Linked DNA regions of Mus musculus: region 1 is linked to region 2. Evidence: chromatin contacts called from public promoter capture Hi-C data. All regions are on one chromosome and are shown on one strand. Each heading gives the region's core, a stretch centred on a gene start, on an enhancer-like site or on the middle of the called end of the contact. The rest is flanking DNA. Distances are from core to core; before and after follow the strand shown. Region 1 holds the start of Serpine1 (serine (or cysteine) peptidase inhibitor, clade E, member 1). Region 2 holds the start of Rhbdd2 (rhomboid domain containing 2).

Evidence for each region. Promoter capture Hi-C pulls out the DNA fragments that hold promoters and counts their contacts.
Region 1: a contact with region 2 is called in a promoter capture Hi-C map of liver, with 3 times the contacts expected there. The contact joins the promoter of Serpine1 here to the promoter of Rhbdd2 in region 2. A contact is called at or near these places in 1 of 39 promoter capture datasets (liver) and 1 of 115 datasets of contacts at active chromatin or transcription factors (microglia).

What each region holds. Positions count from the first base shown.
Region 1 is chr5:137,068,916-137,076,575 of GRCm38.p6, forward strand. It overlaps Serpine1 (serine (or cysteine) peptidase inhibitor, clade E, member 1), which reads right to left and starts at 3,357. Exons shown (of 9, transcript NM_008871.2): 1 at 3,214-3,357; 2 at 2,118-2,389; 3 at 398-631. The coding sequence starts at 2,388.
Region 2 is chr5:135,627,270-135,634,931 of GRCm38.p6, forward strand. Rhbdd2 (rhomboid domain containing 2) reads left to right here and starts at 5,385. Exons shown (of 4, transcript NM_146002.2): 1 at 5,385-5,649. The coding sequence starts at 5,472.

The DNA.
Region 1 (7,660 bases), core at 2,107-4,606, 1.4 Mb after region 2:
CGTGGTTCAGTGGTAGAGCCCCTGCCTAGAATACCCAGGGGAGGGGCTGGGGGCGTGGCTAGATGGTAGAACTCTTGCCTAGAATCCCCCAGGGAGGGGCTGGGGGCGTGGCTCAGTGGTAGAGCCCCTGCTTAGAATCCCCCAGTGAGGGGCTGGGGGTGTGGCTCAGTGGGAGAGTGGATTACCCAGCATTCATGAGTTCCTGGCTCCAGTCCTCAGCACCACAACAGGAAGGAAAAGCACAAACATCAGCTATTTTGCTTTGCTTCTTGAAGCATTTGCCTTTTATCCCCAAAGACAAAGCTGAAAGGGAGAGCTGGGGATGTGTGAATTTGACACCGAATTCCCCTTCTCTGCTCCTTTCCCTTGGGACTGGCTTGCTTTCCCAGGGGCTTACCTTTGGTATGCCTTTCCACCCAGTCATTGATGATAAATCTGGCTCTTTCCACTTCTGAGAAGTCCACCTGTTTCACCATAGTCTGGAAGAGCTTGAAGAAGTGGGGCATGAAGCCCTGGACCAGCTCTAGGTCCCGCTGGACAAAGATGGCATCCGCAGTACTGATCTCATTCTTGTTCCACGGCCCCATGAGCTCCTTGGAGAGCTGGCGGAGGGCATGAGCTGTGCCCTTCTCTGCAGAGGTACCAGGACAGGATCCATTAGGCTCATGTTGAGCCAAGGGCTTTCAGCTGGGCCAGGTTTCCCAAGGATGGCCCTACCCCTGTCCAGGCAGATGAGGCTCTTCCAATCCTTCAGGAGTCAGTGGAGGGAGGTCTTTTTCCAAACTAACCTCTCTCTCTCCCTCCCCTTCTCCCTCTCTTTCTCCCTTTCCCTCTTCCTTCCCCTTCTCTCCATCTCTTCCTCTTCCCTTACCTCCATGCTCTCCCCCCATCCCCATTTTTTGAAACTGGGTCTCACCATGCACCTCTGGGTGGCCTGACACTATGTAGCCCAGGCTGGCCTTGAACTCACAGAGATCTGCCTGCGTCTGCCTCCTGGGTGCTGGGACTAAAGGTGTGCACTACCGTGCCCAACTGTCTCCCTCTCCCATTCTTTCCTCTCCTCTTCCCTACCTTCTTCTCCTCTCCCCACCCCTCCCTGAGGAGGGTCTCACATGACTTGGAAGCTCACGGACATTCTCCTGCCTATAGCATCTCCAGTGCTGGGATTAGGGGCATGGATTACTACAGTCAGCCCTCAAATCATAACATTTTTGTGCTTCCTTTCCCAAAGTCTCAGTTCCCAATCTTTTCTTTTCTTTGTGTAAGAATATTCTGTTCTTAAATTATACACCTTCCTCCCTGCACCCCCCTTTACCCTTGCAACAACTCCTCTAACAGCCTTGGAAATGCTGGGAATCCCGGCACAAGCCACCCTGCCTGGCTTCCTCTTCTGTTCGGTTTTGTGACAGGGTCTTGCTCTATATCCCAGCCTGGAATGGAGTTTACTGTGTAGCATAGGTTGTCCTCGAATTCACAATTGTCCTTCTCCCTCAGCCTCCCAAGTGCTGTAATTACAGACACCATGCCTAGCTAGGTTGTTCTTATATTAATGGCATTATTGAAGAATTCATGTTCGTAATCCTATTACATATTTACTCAACTCTGTGTGGGAGACATTCTTTAGTTGTTCCCTATTTCATAGATAATAAAACCAAGGTTTACAAGAGTTAAGGTCCCATGTTTTGTTTTGCTCTTGTGTTTAAAGGTCTCATGTAATCCAGGCTGTTGCTGAACTCGATACTTAGCCAGCTATGAGTTTGAACTCCTGATCCTTCTGCCTCCACTTCCCAAGTAACATGGCCACAGTTCTACACCATCATCTTCAGTTTCCTTAGATTTGGGGATGGAGCCCAGGGCTTTGTGTATGCTGGGGAAGCTATATCGCAGCACCAGAGTCACACAGTTCCTGTGTGCTGATTCCACTGGCTAGTATAAGACAAGGTCAACTGACCCAATAGTGGGAGAGAAAACGGGTGGTCTCTGGGCTGCGGCTGGACGTGACTAGACTCAGTGATGCTGCAGTCAGCCTTCCCTGCCTTCTCCGTTTGTTCTGGACCTGGTCTGTGAGCTCCTCCCGACCTTTTCCTCCAGCTCCCACTCCGCCCCAAGACTCTCACCATTGACTTTGAATCCCATAGCATCTTGGATCTGCCGCCGGGTTTTCCCCGCTGTGGTCATCTGCAGCATAGCCAGCACCGAGGACACGCCATAGGGAGAGAAGACCACATTCCGGTCTTTGGAGGCCTGGACCACCTGCTGAAACACTTTTACTCCGAAGTCGGTGGCCTGATGGGCTGTGTGGGATTCTCGGAGGGGTAAAGTGAACCCTTTCCCAGAGACCAGAACCAGGCCCAGGATGAGGCAAGCAAGGGCTGAAGACATCTGCATCCTAGGAAGAATAGAAGGGAATCTGATAAAGACATGTGCCGGGAAGACTGCCCGGGGGGGGGGGGTGTTGCCTCCTCAGAGTGCTCGCCTCTAGCCTGTAAGCCATCAGTGCGGTAAGTTCCATTCATTAAGACCCCACAATGCAATTGGATGATGAGATCCCACAATGCAATTGGATAACCAGCTCATCCCCTGCTGCCTCCAATTCTTTTCATCCCCCCCCCCCCCCAGAATCTTGCTTGCTATGTAACCTAGGCTGGACTTGAACTCAGGACACTCCTGCTTCACTTCTCCCAAGTGCTGTGATTACAGGCACGAATAGATGCTACTTGATGTTTTAACATAGGCTGTCCTCACTTTTTTTTTTAACCTAGGTGAATCTTAGAAAAACAGCCCCTGTGCATCTCTGATCCCTTCTGTGGGGCTAAGAGACCTTTAGACGATGATAGCTTTTGGCTTAAAGTGAGAGCTGATTCCTGAAAGTTGATCCCTGATTTCCACTCTTGAACACATGAGTACGCACACATGCATACAGATATAAATGCATCTTTCCTTTTAAAAGTAAAGTCCCTTTGCTAAACTGAGAAAGGAGAGGTTTGCTGGGGAAGGACCCAAAGACTATGTGCTGGCTTCTGGGATACAGGGTTGGAAGTGCGGTTTGACCATCTTTCCTGACCACCTGTGGTCCTGGCTGGGCTAGGGTGGACTAAAGGCTGCAGAGTTCCAGAAAAGAGTGGAAGGGAAAGGAGGGAAAACGGAGGGTGAGAGATGGAGACGGGACGTTTTTCTTCCTTAGGTGAGAGTGTAAGCTTGCCTTTCTCCTACCTGAGTATTCAAAGGTGCCTTGTGATTGGCTCTTGTTGGCTGTCGCTCAGCTGTGGTTGGCTGTGTGCTGCCGGAGGCGGGTGTGCGGCGGTCCTCCTTCACAAAGCTCTCGGGGCTCTGCTGCAGCCTGATCCAGCTGTGCTCCGTTCCCTGGCTGCTGCCTCCCTTTATACCAGATGTGAGCCGGAAATAGATGAACTCATGTTCCAGCCCCACCCACTTTCTAACTCTGGAAATGTCTGGGCTGCCCGCCGGCCCTGCCCCCTCTCCCCCTCCCTCCCTCCCTCCCAGTGACTTGCTGGGACACGTGTGTGTACGTGTGAAAGGGCATGGGGGATAATTGAGCAAACTCTGGTTCCCTTGACTGGAACATCCCTGTGCCTTTGGCTGGTCGGTCGTCTAGACCCTTGGAAGTACCACAAGAGCCTACAAAGCCTGGTGTTTGGAATTCCCTTCCTCGAGCCTTGGTCTGCTGCAACACGACCCCCTTTTTTTGGAGACAGCCATCACAGAGAAGCTATGGACCCTGACAGTGCTGTCTGCCCCTTGTGCACCCTGGGCCTACATCCAGGAAAAGTTGGCCTGGCTTTCTCTTGGGTTACTGCCCAGTGACCAGAGGGCATGAAATGTGCCCTGTGATTGTCTGGGTTCTCGTTCCTCTTGGACTTAAGCCCAATAGAGAACTTCAAGTCCTTTCCTCCTCCCTCCGTGTGCCCGCCAGGCCTGCTGTGAAGCATGTCTGACTCCCCACATGGGGCCAGACTCTCCTGGTGCCCTGAGGGCTCGCTCTTTGTGTCAATAGCCTTGTGCGGCTGGGTTTTGAGGTGTACTGGGTGGGGTGCTGATGGCTGGATTGGACCAGCCTCTTCCACTAATGAGAACAGAGGTTACCACAGAAAGCTCTGTCAAGGAGCAAGAACCAGTACAGCAGCCTGAGATGACTGAGAGAGAGAAAGAGGTGTTTTCTTAAGATTTTGTTTTTATCATTCATTCTCGGTTGTTTGTTTGCTTGTTTGTTTAGGCAGAGTATCATTTTATGTTGTCCTGGCTAGCCTGGAACTCAATCTGCAGCTTTGGCTGGCTTCTACCTCACAGAGCTCTGCCTGCTTCTGCCTCCTGAGTGCTCCGATTAGAGGCGTGTGCCGCCACGCCCAGCTTTTCTCTTCCGTTTTAATTATGTGTGTGGTGTGTGTGTGTGTCCGTTTGTGTGCGCATGTGAAAGCTGGGAAGTGTCAGATTCCCTGGAGCTGGAGTTACAGGGACTTGTATGTCATTTGTCGTGGGTGTTGGGAATGGAAGTTAGGTCCTCTACTAGGACAGTGTGTGCTTTTAAGGGCTGAGCCATCTCTCTAGGCCCCAGAGGGTGTTTTGAAGCTTTCTTTCTCTCTGGATATAGACACTGGTGGGCTGGAGCCACAGGGCCAAGGATAGAATGATAGTGAATATATATATGTATGTATGTATGTATATATGTATATGTATATGTATATGTATATGTATATGTATATGTATATGTATATGTATATGTATATGTATATGATGATGGGATTCTGTCCTTAGACCTGTGGAGGAAGAATGACTAAAGAGTCTTTTGTGGTTTTTGGACAATCTCATGGGTAGGCAGCCCAGGCTAGCCTCAAACTCATTATATAGCTGAGGATAGCCTGGGGATTCTGACCCACCTCCCTCCGCCTCCCAGTTATTGAGATTTTAGGTACACAGCACCACACCCGGTTTATGCAAGTACAGGTGCTCGAACCCAGGACTTCCAACATGCTAGGCAAACTACCCACCGAACTGCATCCGAATCTCGATGGTTTCTTTAGAGAATAAACATTTGCACAGCACTTAAGAGGGCCAGGCTGGTGCCTTTGAAGGTTGGACAGACTCAAAAGCCCTTTGTAACCCTAGGTTTTGTGACTAGAGAGAGGGACGACTGGAAAAGGCCAAGGTGGTCCGGTGGTGGGGGCTGAGGAGAGGGTACTCTTGATCTTGGGGTTCACATATTGTCATCTTTTGTATAGGTGATGGGGGTTCGCTTGGTGGTATCCATGGAGACAGCTGCCAGGCGAGTCATGGGAAGTTTAGGTGGGCGGTACAGCAGCCCTGTTTGTTTTCCATTTCCAGTAAACAGATACCAAGGCAACCAGCCCTGCGGAGTTTTCTCACAGAGACCCTGCCTCCCTCCCGAGTCAGGTGGGGGTGGGGAGGTTGAGGAAAGAGGAAAGAGGAAAGAGGGAAACCTCAGTTGGAAACTTAGGCTCACAGGTCCCGGGGAGCCCCACAGGCCCAGCCGCTGTTTGTTTGTGTTTCCCTCTGTTCTCCTCTGTGGCTTGGAAGCCCAGAGGGAGGCTGTGGGGCTGGGAGGGAGAGGCAGATGTTCTTGGCTTTTTTGGCTGTCTTTGAGGAAGAAGACACAGCTCAGCTCTTACCCTGCCAGGCATGTCTCCAGATGACTTGCCCTCTATGCTAGCAGCCAGAGGGACTTAGGATCTCAGTGTCCCAAGCATTCAGAAGAGGGGTGGCTGGAGATTAGCTGGAGGTGGGGCTCCTGGGTGTTCCAGCATGGAAGCTAAGTTCTCTTCTTTTTCTCTGACTGCCATTCCCACAGTTTCTAGATCTCCATCAAGACCATGGTTTTCTGGGGCGGGGCTGGGCTTCGCCAGGGTGCAAGCAGCCTCATCCTGACCTGGGTCTGATGTTCTGTTCTGGGCCTCAGGAGAGTTGGCTAGTGGCTCTGTAGGGTGGGGGACATGCTTTTCTTTCAAAATGGAAAACTTTGTGTCTCCCTCATTTGTCTTCCCCTCTTTGATGGGGAAGACACTACAAATAGAGTCACACTACATAAGTCTAACAACTCTGGAACTTGTTATATGTCCCAGGCTGGCCTCAAACTCACAGCAGTCCTCTTGCCTCTGCCTCCCTAGCACTGAAATAATAGGCATATCCAGTTTGGTTTGGTTTGATTTTGAGACAGTTCTTACAGGGGGATTGCCCAGGGAAATCGCAATCCCCCTGCCTTAGTGTCCCAAGTGCTGGGACGACAGGTGTGCCACCATGGCCAGAGTCCTAAAGGAACCTCCAAACTGGAGGGACATATAGGCATCTGGTGAGTGGGGTTTTGAAACCAGGCAATGGGCCTACATTATGGCTCATGAGGTGAAAGTGTTTGTGGCCACGTCTGATGACATGACTTCAATCCTTGGGACCCACATGATGGACAGGTCAAGCTGACTCCCACAAGTTGTCTTCCAGCTTCCATACATACTCTGTATCACACGTGTATACCTGAATACACATATATACAAACAAATAAATAAAATGTATATAAACTGGGCACAGCCTAGCCGAACGAGGCCTCTGTTTCTTTATGAATCAGGGCTGCCTAGATGATCTGAAATCCAGACTTAACTTGGTCCCTGCATCTCCTCCCCACCCCCATGACCTTGTCTTTCGTTGGACATGGGGGACAGCTAGTCTTGCATACACAGGATGCAGCTTCCCGAAGGCTTCCTGGAGGAGGTGGAGAGTGTCTTACTCCCCAAGTCTTCTTCAGGACACCCTTCTCAGAATCTAACCTGAGTCACAGGCTTGTGTCACTTTCTCTTTTTCTTCCCCTGTAGAACCCCCAAAACCACTTTGACCTCATCCTCTTCGTTGTTAACTTCTGACCCTTTGGTAGGTGGGGGGAGGGGCGGGGATCAAATGGCCAGAATGAGAAAAGTCCTTGCTGTTGAAATAACCCTTGATTTCCCCAGGATCAGAGATAAGAGCGTGAGGTACGTGGGGCCGGGAATTTCTGGGAAAGTTCCAGGATTGGCTGCCCAGGAAGATGGCTCCATCTGGTCCCTCTGCAGGTGTAATTGGAGCAAGCTCATATTTTCCATGACTGTCCCCTGCCCCCAACTCCCACCCTTGCCCTCTTCCATAGAGCCCTGGCTCCACTGGGGCCTACCTAAGCCCCAACACCCCCTTTAGTGTGTGTGTGCATGCGTGCGTGTGCAGGTCAGACGACAATGTTTAGTAGTCAGCTCTTGTCTTCCACAGTGTGGGTCCAGGAACTGAACCCATAGTATCAGCCTTGGTGGCAGGCTCTTTTACCCGCTGAGCTGTCTCTCACCCCCTGCCCCTCCCGTTTGACCTCTTGCCCGCTTGTTCTCTCATCTTGCCCTTCCTCTTTGTGTGTCTCTAGTTCTCCCCCTGAGACGTCTTGCTCACTGCCCCTGTCACTCAAGATAATGCTGTCCCTCACTTCCTCTTCTAGTTGCTCTCTTGAGTTTTTCTGGTCCTGTCTCCCTCAAAGGAGGTTGTGCGCCCACTCCCTCTCATCTGTTCTGACTCAATCCCTCTTTCCTTCTTGTTTGCGTCCTAGAATCCCTTTTACAGTCAATCTTGGGCTCCCAGGCTCTTCCTCTGGGAAGGACGGTCAGCCTCCTTCCAGTTACAC
Region 2 (7,662 bases), core at 4,135-6,634:
TCTAGGCCAGCAGCCTCCCTAAAGGGACTTCAGCCCAGAAAGCTAAACTTGTGGCTTTAATACAAGCTCTATATATACAGACAAAGAGAGCTGTTGACATCTGCAGAGAAAGACCTAAGATGCTGTGGCTAAAAGAAATCAGATGGCAAATCTAACCGCCCAGGCATCCTAAAGAGCAATGATCCTGACAGTCTGAAGACTATCAAGTTATAGACAAATTAAGACTGGTAAAAGAAACCCTGTATAAAATAGTAAAAACTGAAGAAAGAAAACTAGTCCTCTCATGAGAAGACATCTACTGAAAAATAGACTTTACTGAAAAAATATGTGTATGAATACCTTCTGGTTTTTGTGAACGTTCTCAAGATAGATAAAAGCTTTTCCTTATAAAACTGAGACTACTCAGATAGTCATCAAGAAGATTATTAAAAATTTTCCAAGGTTCGGAGTGCCAAAAGCAATAGTGTCAGATAATGGTCCTGCCTTTGTTGCCCAGGTAAGTCAGGGTGTGGCCAAGTATTTAGAGGTCAAATGAAAATTCCATTGTGTGTACAGACCTCAGAGCTCAGGAAAGATAAAAAAGAATAAATAAAACTCTAAACAGACCTTGACAAAATTAATCCTAGAGACTGGCACAGACTTACTTGGTGCCCCTTCCCCTTGCCCTATTTAAAACTGAGAATACTCCCTCTTGATTCAGTTTTGTTTTACTCTTTTTGAGATCCTTTATGGGGCTCCTGTGCCCATCACTGTCTTAAATGATGTGTTTATAATAATGATCTATATGTTAAGTTAAAAGGCTTGCAGGTGGTGCAGAAAGAAGTCTGGTCACAACTGGCTACAGTGAACGAGCCAGGTACCCCAAGGACAACTCACCAGTTCCAGCCAGAGATCTGATCTACGTACACCTGCGTCATGCTGAGACCCGCAAGCCTCACTAAAAGGGTCCCTGCCTAGTTCTGTTTACTAATCTGCCTTATTCTGTTTCTGTTCCCATGTTAAAGATAGAGTAAATGCAGTATTCTCCACATAGAGATATAGACTTCTGAAATTCTAAGATTAGAATTACTTACAAGAAGAAGTGGGGAATGAAGAATAGAAAATTACTGGCCTCTTGTGAAAACATGAATTTTTTACCTCGGAGCCCACCCCCTCCCATCTAGAGATTGTTCCCAGAACACTCCTAAACTTTTCACCCCAAAACTCCTCACCCTAAAGTTCAAACCCTCCCAACTAAAAACTGTTCCAAGAACATTTTTGAGATAAAGGCCTCCTGGAACAACCTCAAAATGAACCAGGTACTCCTTAGTTACGTAGGTTCCTTGATAGGACATGACTCCTTAGTTACGTAGAATCCTTTGGCAGAACCCCTTGTCCCTTGGCAGAACTCCCTAGTGATGTAAACTTGTACTTTCCCTGCCCAGTTCTCCCCCTTTGAGTTTTACTATATAAGCCTGTGAAAAATTTTGGCTGGTCGTCGATTCTCCTCTACACCACTAGGTGCCGCTAGGTGTATGAGTTTCGACCCCAGAGCTCTGTGCTTTCATGTTGCTGCTTTATTTCGACCCCAGAGCTCTGGTCTGTGTGCTTTCATGTCGCTGCTTTATTAAATCTTGCCTTCTACATTTTATGTATGGTCTCAGTGTCTTCTTGGGTACGCGGCTGTCCCGGGATTTGAGTGTCTGAGTGAGGGTCTCACCTCGAGGCTCTTTCATGGGCAGCACCATTCCATGGACCGGGAGTCCCAGATGAAGAGAAAGCAGACAGCGGCCAGACAGCAAGCTGAACCCAGCTTCCGTCGCTGCTCTCTGACTGTGGATGGAACGTGACAACTGCCTCACTTTCTTGCAGACATGCCTTCTCTGAAGTTAGGCCACGGATCTCAGAGGCTGAGTCAAGCCCAACTTCCCTGCATCTCTCTCTCTCTCTCTCTCTCTCTCTCTGTCTCTGTCTCTGGAACAGAGGTGAGAGGCAGGCTGTGCTCTGAAGAGATGGCTCTCAATTTATGATACCTGGCTCCTCCCCACTCTCATTCACCCACAGTATGTTGACCTAAATTACTTCCTGTCACCCCTAAACAGTTATAGGTAAAGACCTTTCCCGTGTCTAGGGAATTAGTCCAAAGAGACTCCCACAGTGGGTTGCTGGGAAATCGCTCCGAAGGCTACTACTCTCTGAGAGACTCCTCTGGCCTCTCCCCTCCAATCCAACCTTCATGCTTTCTCCTTTCCTCATGCCCCACCCTCTGTATCTATCTGTCTCTTTTTGTATGTATATCTCTGTCTCTCTCTCTTTCTCTTTCTCTCTCCTAGTGAAGCTATTCTCTCCCTCTAAGGCTCCCCCTCCCACCTCTAAGACTCAATCACCCCTCTGCATCCTTCTCATGCTAATTGCCCCTATTGAAAGGAATTGTGTCTGTGTCCCTTCCACAGCTTTTCTTCAATTCCACTTCACCCCTTCCCTGTGGGCTATGACCTCACTCCGTGAGAGGAAACAAACCCCTTCCTTCCTTCCTTCCTTCCTTCCTTCCTTCCTTCCTTCCTTCCTCCCTCCCTCCCTTCCTTCCTTCCTTAAGGTGTTACTGTCATAGCATCAAGAAAAGTAAGGAACAGCCTGGTGGTGGTGGTGGTGGTGGCACACACCTTTAATCCCAGCACTCGGAAGGCAGAAGCAGGCAGATCTCTGTAAGTTTGAGACCAGCCTAGTCTAGATAATTCCAGGACGGCAAAGTCTGTAAAGAGAAACCCTGTTTGGAAGAACCAAACAAATAGACGGAATAAAATGAAAGTAAGGAATATAGCTCCCACAAGCTTTGCAGTAGGTGACACCTGCCTTGTGGGGGTCCTTAGATTAGGGACCAGAAGGCCTGGGGTCAGCAGATGTCTCATTGAAGCCAAATAGAGTGAGATAGCTGGCCTATCTCTCTTCACACTGCCTCTGCCTCTTTTACTGTCTCAACCTTAGCATGGGGTTCTACTGGCCTCTGTGTGGAAGCAAGCTGTTTTGTTGAATAATGCAAGGATAACATGAATAGACTTCCCTTCAAGGCTTTCTTCCTGGCACCGTGACTGTAAATAGCAGACCGTGAACATGCATCAGAAGAGTAAGCAGAGAACACAGGATTAACACTGGGGGGGGGGGGGGGGGCTCCTCCAGGGTATAAAGGCGCTTGCTGCCAAGCTTGCTGATCTAAGTTTGATCCCGAAGACCTACAAGGGATGAAACGTGATGAAACCATTTCTAGATTTAGCTCAAGAATAAACTCTTAGAAACAAGAGCTGTGGTTTGTGCTGAGAGATATTTCTATCCAGACCTCCTCTTTTAGGATATTCTGTCATGTGTGTCTTTGTATCTATGTGGGCACTTTCCTGGAGGTCAGAGGACAGATTACAGAAGTCGGCTCTCTAGCTCTCTCCATCCATCACGTGGATCCATGGGGTCAAACTCAGGTCCCAAGCTGTGTATCTCCCTGTATTCCTCCCCACTGTTTAAAATTCTCTCATTATTTCTATCAGGTGTCTATAACCCCTGCTGCCCCCTAGTGGTAGGTGTTATGCAAGCAAAGCTATTAGTTTTTTTCTTGGGATGGTGGATTCAATGGGCTTATCAAATGGATGGTTTCTTGATTACATCTGATTATTTTTCAAAAGTATATGTATATACCGTATATATGTATATAATGCATACATAAATATTGGGGAGGAGGAATGGGGCTGTAGTTCAGTGATAGACCTCTTAACCTTTCATGCACTAGGCTGTAGGCTGCCCAGTACTGCCAAAACTGAACATATTGAAAAAGGAATATCTTGATGTCGCCCCCTGGGACCCAGCAAACTGGGATTCAATTTCCTGACTCTTCTCACCCGCGACTTGGTCGGGAAGCTACCTCACCTGCTAAAGCACTTGTAGCTCACAAAGGATACTCTAGCTGTTCACCAGAAATAGCTTTGCTCTGCAGGAAGCGCTTTTCAAACTGCAAAAGGCTAAAGCAAAGTTTAGCAAAAGCGTCATGGCGTACGCTCATAGCGCATGTATAGTAGCTCTAGTGTCCCTTCAATTGTCTCCTTCCCCGCCTCCTCTTACTTTATCTCCAGTCCAGCTCCAGAAAGTGCTGGCTCTGTCTTCTTGGCCAATTCAGGCAGGAAGAACCAAGTTTTAATTCTTTCTTTGCTATTGAACTGTATCCCTCAGGGATCCCCATAGACTCAGTTTCCTCTTTGGCAGGACAGAGACAAACACAAGTCTGTGGGAGAATAGGGCTCCGTGGTCCTCACGACGTCATACCATTACAGTGAGAAGGACCCGGCTGAAAGCATAGTTCAGTTGGTAGCATGCTGGAGTCCCTGGGTTCGAGCCTCATTACTGCATAAACTGAGGGAGGTGGTGCACATCTAAAATCCCTGCTTTCTGGAGATGGAGACCCAGAGTTCAGAGTCAAATTTGTGTAAAAGCCAAAAGCAAGAGGAAGAAATGTTTTTCAAGACCCCTCTCCCTCAATGAGGATCTACTAGTAGTTAATGGCTGTTGGGAGGAGAGACATTTGCTCCTGAAAGCGACTTTAATGAAACTCACTGGGTCGCAAAAATTTAAAAAGAAAGAAAGAAAGAAAGAAAGAAAGAAAGAAAGAAAGAAAGAAAGAAAGGAAGGAAGAAAGAAGGAAAGAAGAGAAAAGAAAAGAAACATGGAAGCAAAAGAGAAACTAAGATGGGAAGGCAAGAGGGGGTAATGGAGCCCCGATAAAATATGATCAAAGTACATTATACACATGTAAGAAAATGCCATAATGAAACCATTACTTGGTATAATAAATATAGGTTGATTAAAATTTTTAAAGGGAGCCTTTGAGATGGCTGAGAGTAAAGGTGTTTGTGTGTGCACCTCCACACCTTCTCTCACTGAGCCAAACGCAAATAAAATCTAAAAAAAAAAAGAAAAGAAAAAAAGAAAAATAAAAAGGGCTAAAGAGATGACTCAGTGGGTAAAGGCACTGCTGCCAAGCCTGATTACCCAAGTTCTATTCCCAGGACCCAGAGGTGGAAGGAGATGATAAACTCAACCTTAAGTTTTCATCTACCCTCCACGCGCGTTGCACGCACATGCCCCTCTCTCACACTCAAACAGATGTAATCAAATGTTTTTTTGGTTTTGCTTGTTTGTTTGTTTGTTTGTTTGTTTGTTTTTAATTAAAAATCAAGAAGAAGGAAGCTGAGGTCTAGGCAAGAATACTCCTGAGGCGGCAGCCCGCACAACACCCGTAGGTAAGCTGGAACTACAACTCCCGGCCTCCTTTGGGCGGGTAAGAGCGGAGGACTCCACGGGATTGGGCCTTCCCCCACCCCCACCCCCCCATGGGGCGGTGCTTGAGGAGAGGCCAGTCTTCCGCTGTTGCCAGGGGAGACCGCCGCAAGGAGGCGGAAATTGAGGAGGGAGGCGGGGAGTACCGAGGCCGCACGCTGGAAGGGCTCGCGGCCATGGCGGCCCCGGGCCCCGCGAGTCGCTTCTGGTGCTCGTGTCCCGAGGTGCCCTCCGCCACATTCTTCACCGCCCTGCTCTCGCTGCTGGTGTCGGGCCCCCGCCTGTTCCTGCTGCAGCCGCCTCTGGCGCCCTCGGGGCTGTCTCTGCGCTCCGAGGCCCTGCGCAACTGGCAAGGTGAGAAGAGGCGGGGCGGGGATGGCGCGCTTCCTCAGCCCGCAGACTCCCCGGTCCCTGATCTCCAGCCTCACTGCCAGCCAACCCCAGACCTCCGTGCCCACCACCATTCTCCCCACTTGGAGCTCCAGCATGTCTTGTCCAAAGCCGGATCATTTCCGCCAACTCCTTCTCTACCCACAATCGCCCCCTTCCATGTTACCCCAGATCCATTCATTCTTTGATCTCGAGGGTGAACACACTTCCTAAGCCATTCACGTTTTATAAACACAAACCCCATCTGCTGACGGCCCGAGCCCCACAGGAACAAACCAAACGTTTCTCACCTTTATCGTGACAATTGTCTACTGTCAACCCAATGGATGGCTTTTCCTCTTGACTCTAGAATTTTCTGCTGCGTCTTTACCTTAATCCTGACTCCTAATCCCAGCTCACAGAAGGAGCTGGTAAAGTGTTTGTTTTCTCAGAGGAGAGAAATTTCTCAAACTAATTAAGTCTGGTAATCATCCCTTTGTAAAAGACAGGATTCTTAGTCTTTGTTTCTTCCTCATTCTTTCCTGGGAAATCCCTGTTGCTTCTAACGTTAACAGAGGCCTGCGCGTTCATTTCATGTAATCCTCGCTGTGATTTCATGACAGGCCATATTAAATTGCCTGTTTACCAGAAATTGAGGTTGAATACAGAGATTCGCAGAGCTAACACATCATAATATTGAGATAGGAGCCCCGCACTTTGTTTTTAGTATGGTGATTTAAAACTAGGGCTTTGGGTATATAATCTCCACATCTTTAGATAGAGGTATACATATGTGACACATTATTTATATGCTTGTGTGCACTCTTGTGAAAGTCAGAGGACAACCTGACCGGAGTCTTTCTCTTCTTCCCCCATGTGGGTCCTGGGAATCAAACTCGGGTCTTTGGGATTGGCAGGACCTACCTCAGCCTGTTGAGCCATCTCGTCAGCTACCTAAATCTTAGAGAGTTGTATGTAGAATTTTTTCATATTTACCAGTAAAATTTCAATTTGGGACATATCCAGCAAATAACCAAACTTCTGGAGATATTCTGATAGGATGTAATGGTTTCCTGCTTAAAGCTGAAATTTTCTTTTCCCCCTTTTTTGGATACATGTAGCACTTACAGTCAGCTAAATGCCAGTGTAGACAGGCACGCACTCTTTTTCTTTCTGGGTTTTTGTTTTTTGTTTTTGTTGTTTTGTTTGTTTTTGTTGGTTTTGTTTTTTTGTTTTCGTTTTGTTTACTTTGAAACAAAGGGGCTTGCTATTTATTTACACCAGTATGGCCAGGCTTCATTATGTAGTCCAGGGTAGCCTCAGAGCCATGATCCTCCTGCCTCACCCTTCTGAGTACTAGAACACAGACATACATCACCCATCACCATGCTCACTTAACCATATTTGTCTGAGCATGGGCTCCATGAACAGGCAGAGAAACAGTACCTTTAATGCCAGCACTAGGCAGGCGGAGGCAGGCGGGTCTCTGAGAGTGAGCCCAGCTTGGTCTCCATAGGGAGTTCCAGGACAACCAGGGCTATATAATAAGACTCTGTCTCAAAAAAAAAAAAAAAAGAAAGAAAGAAAGAAAGAAAAGAAATTAGAGCCCTGTAAGTACCTTGCTACCAATCGTGAGAACTGGGGACCTACGTGGTAGAACTTCTGAAGGTTTTTCTCTGATCATGTACTCCCATATACCCACAAATAAAGACATATAAAAATGTAAAGTATGTATGTTAGCCATTACTTGTATTGGGGGGAAGAGTATAAACCAAATATGGCAGACACTTGTAGTCCCAGCACTCAAAAGGCTGAGGCAGGAAGATTGTGAGTTCGCAGCTGGTCTGGGCTACATATCAAAACCTTGTATCCCCAAAAGAGGCTCGATGTGGTGTCTTACACCTATAATCCCAGCCCCCAGGAACCAGCCTAGTCTACACAGCAATGTATACACCAGATAGGGCTGCATAGGGAGACCTTGTCTCACTGCAGAGAGAG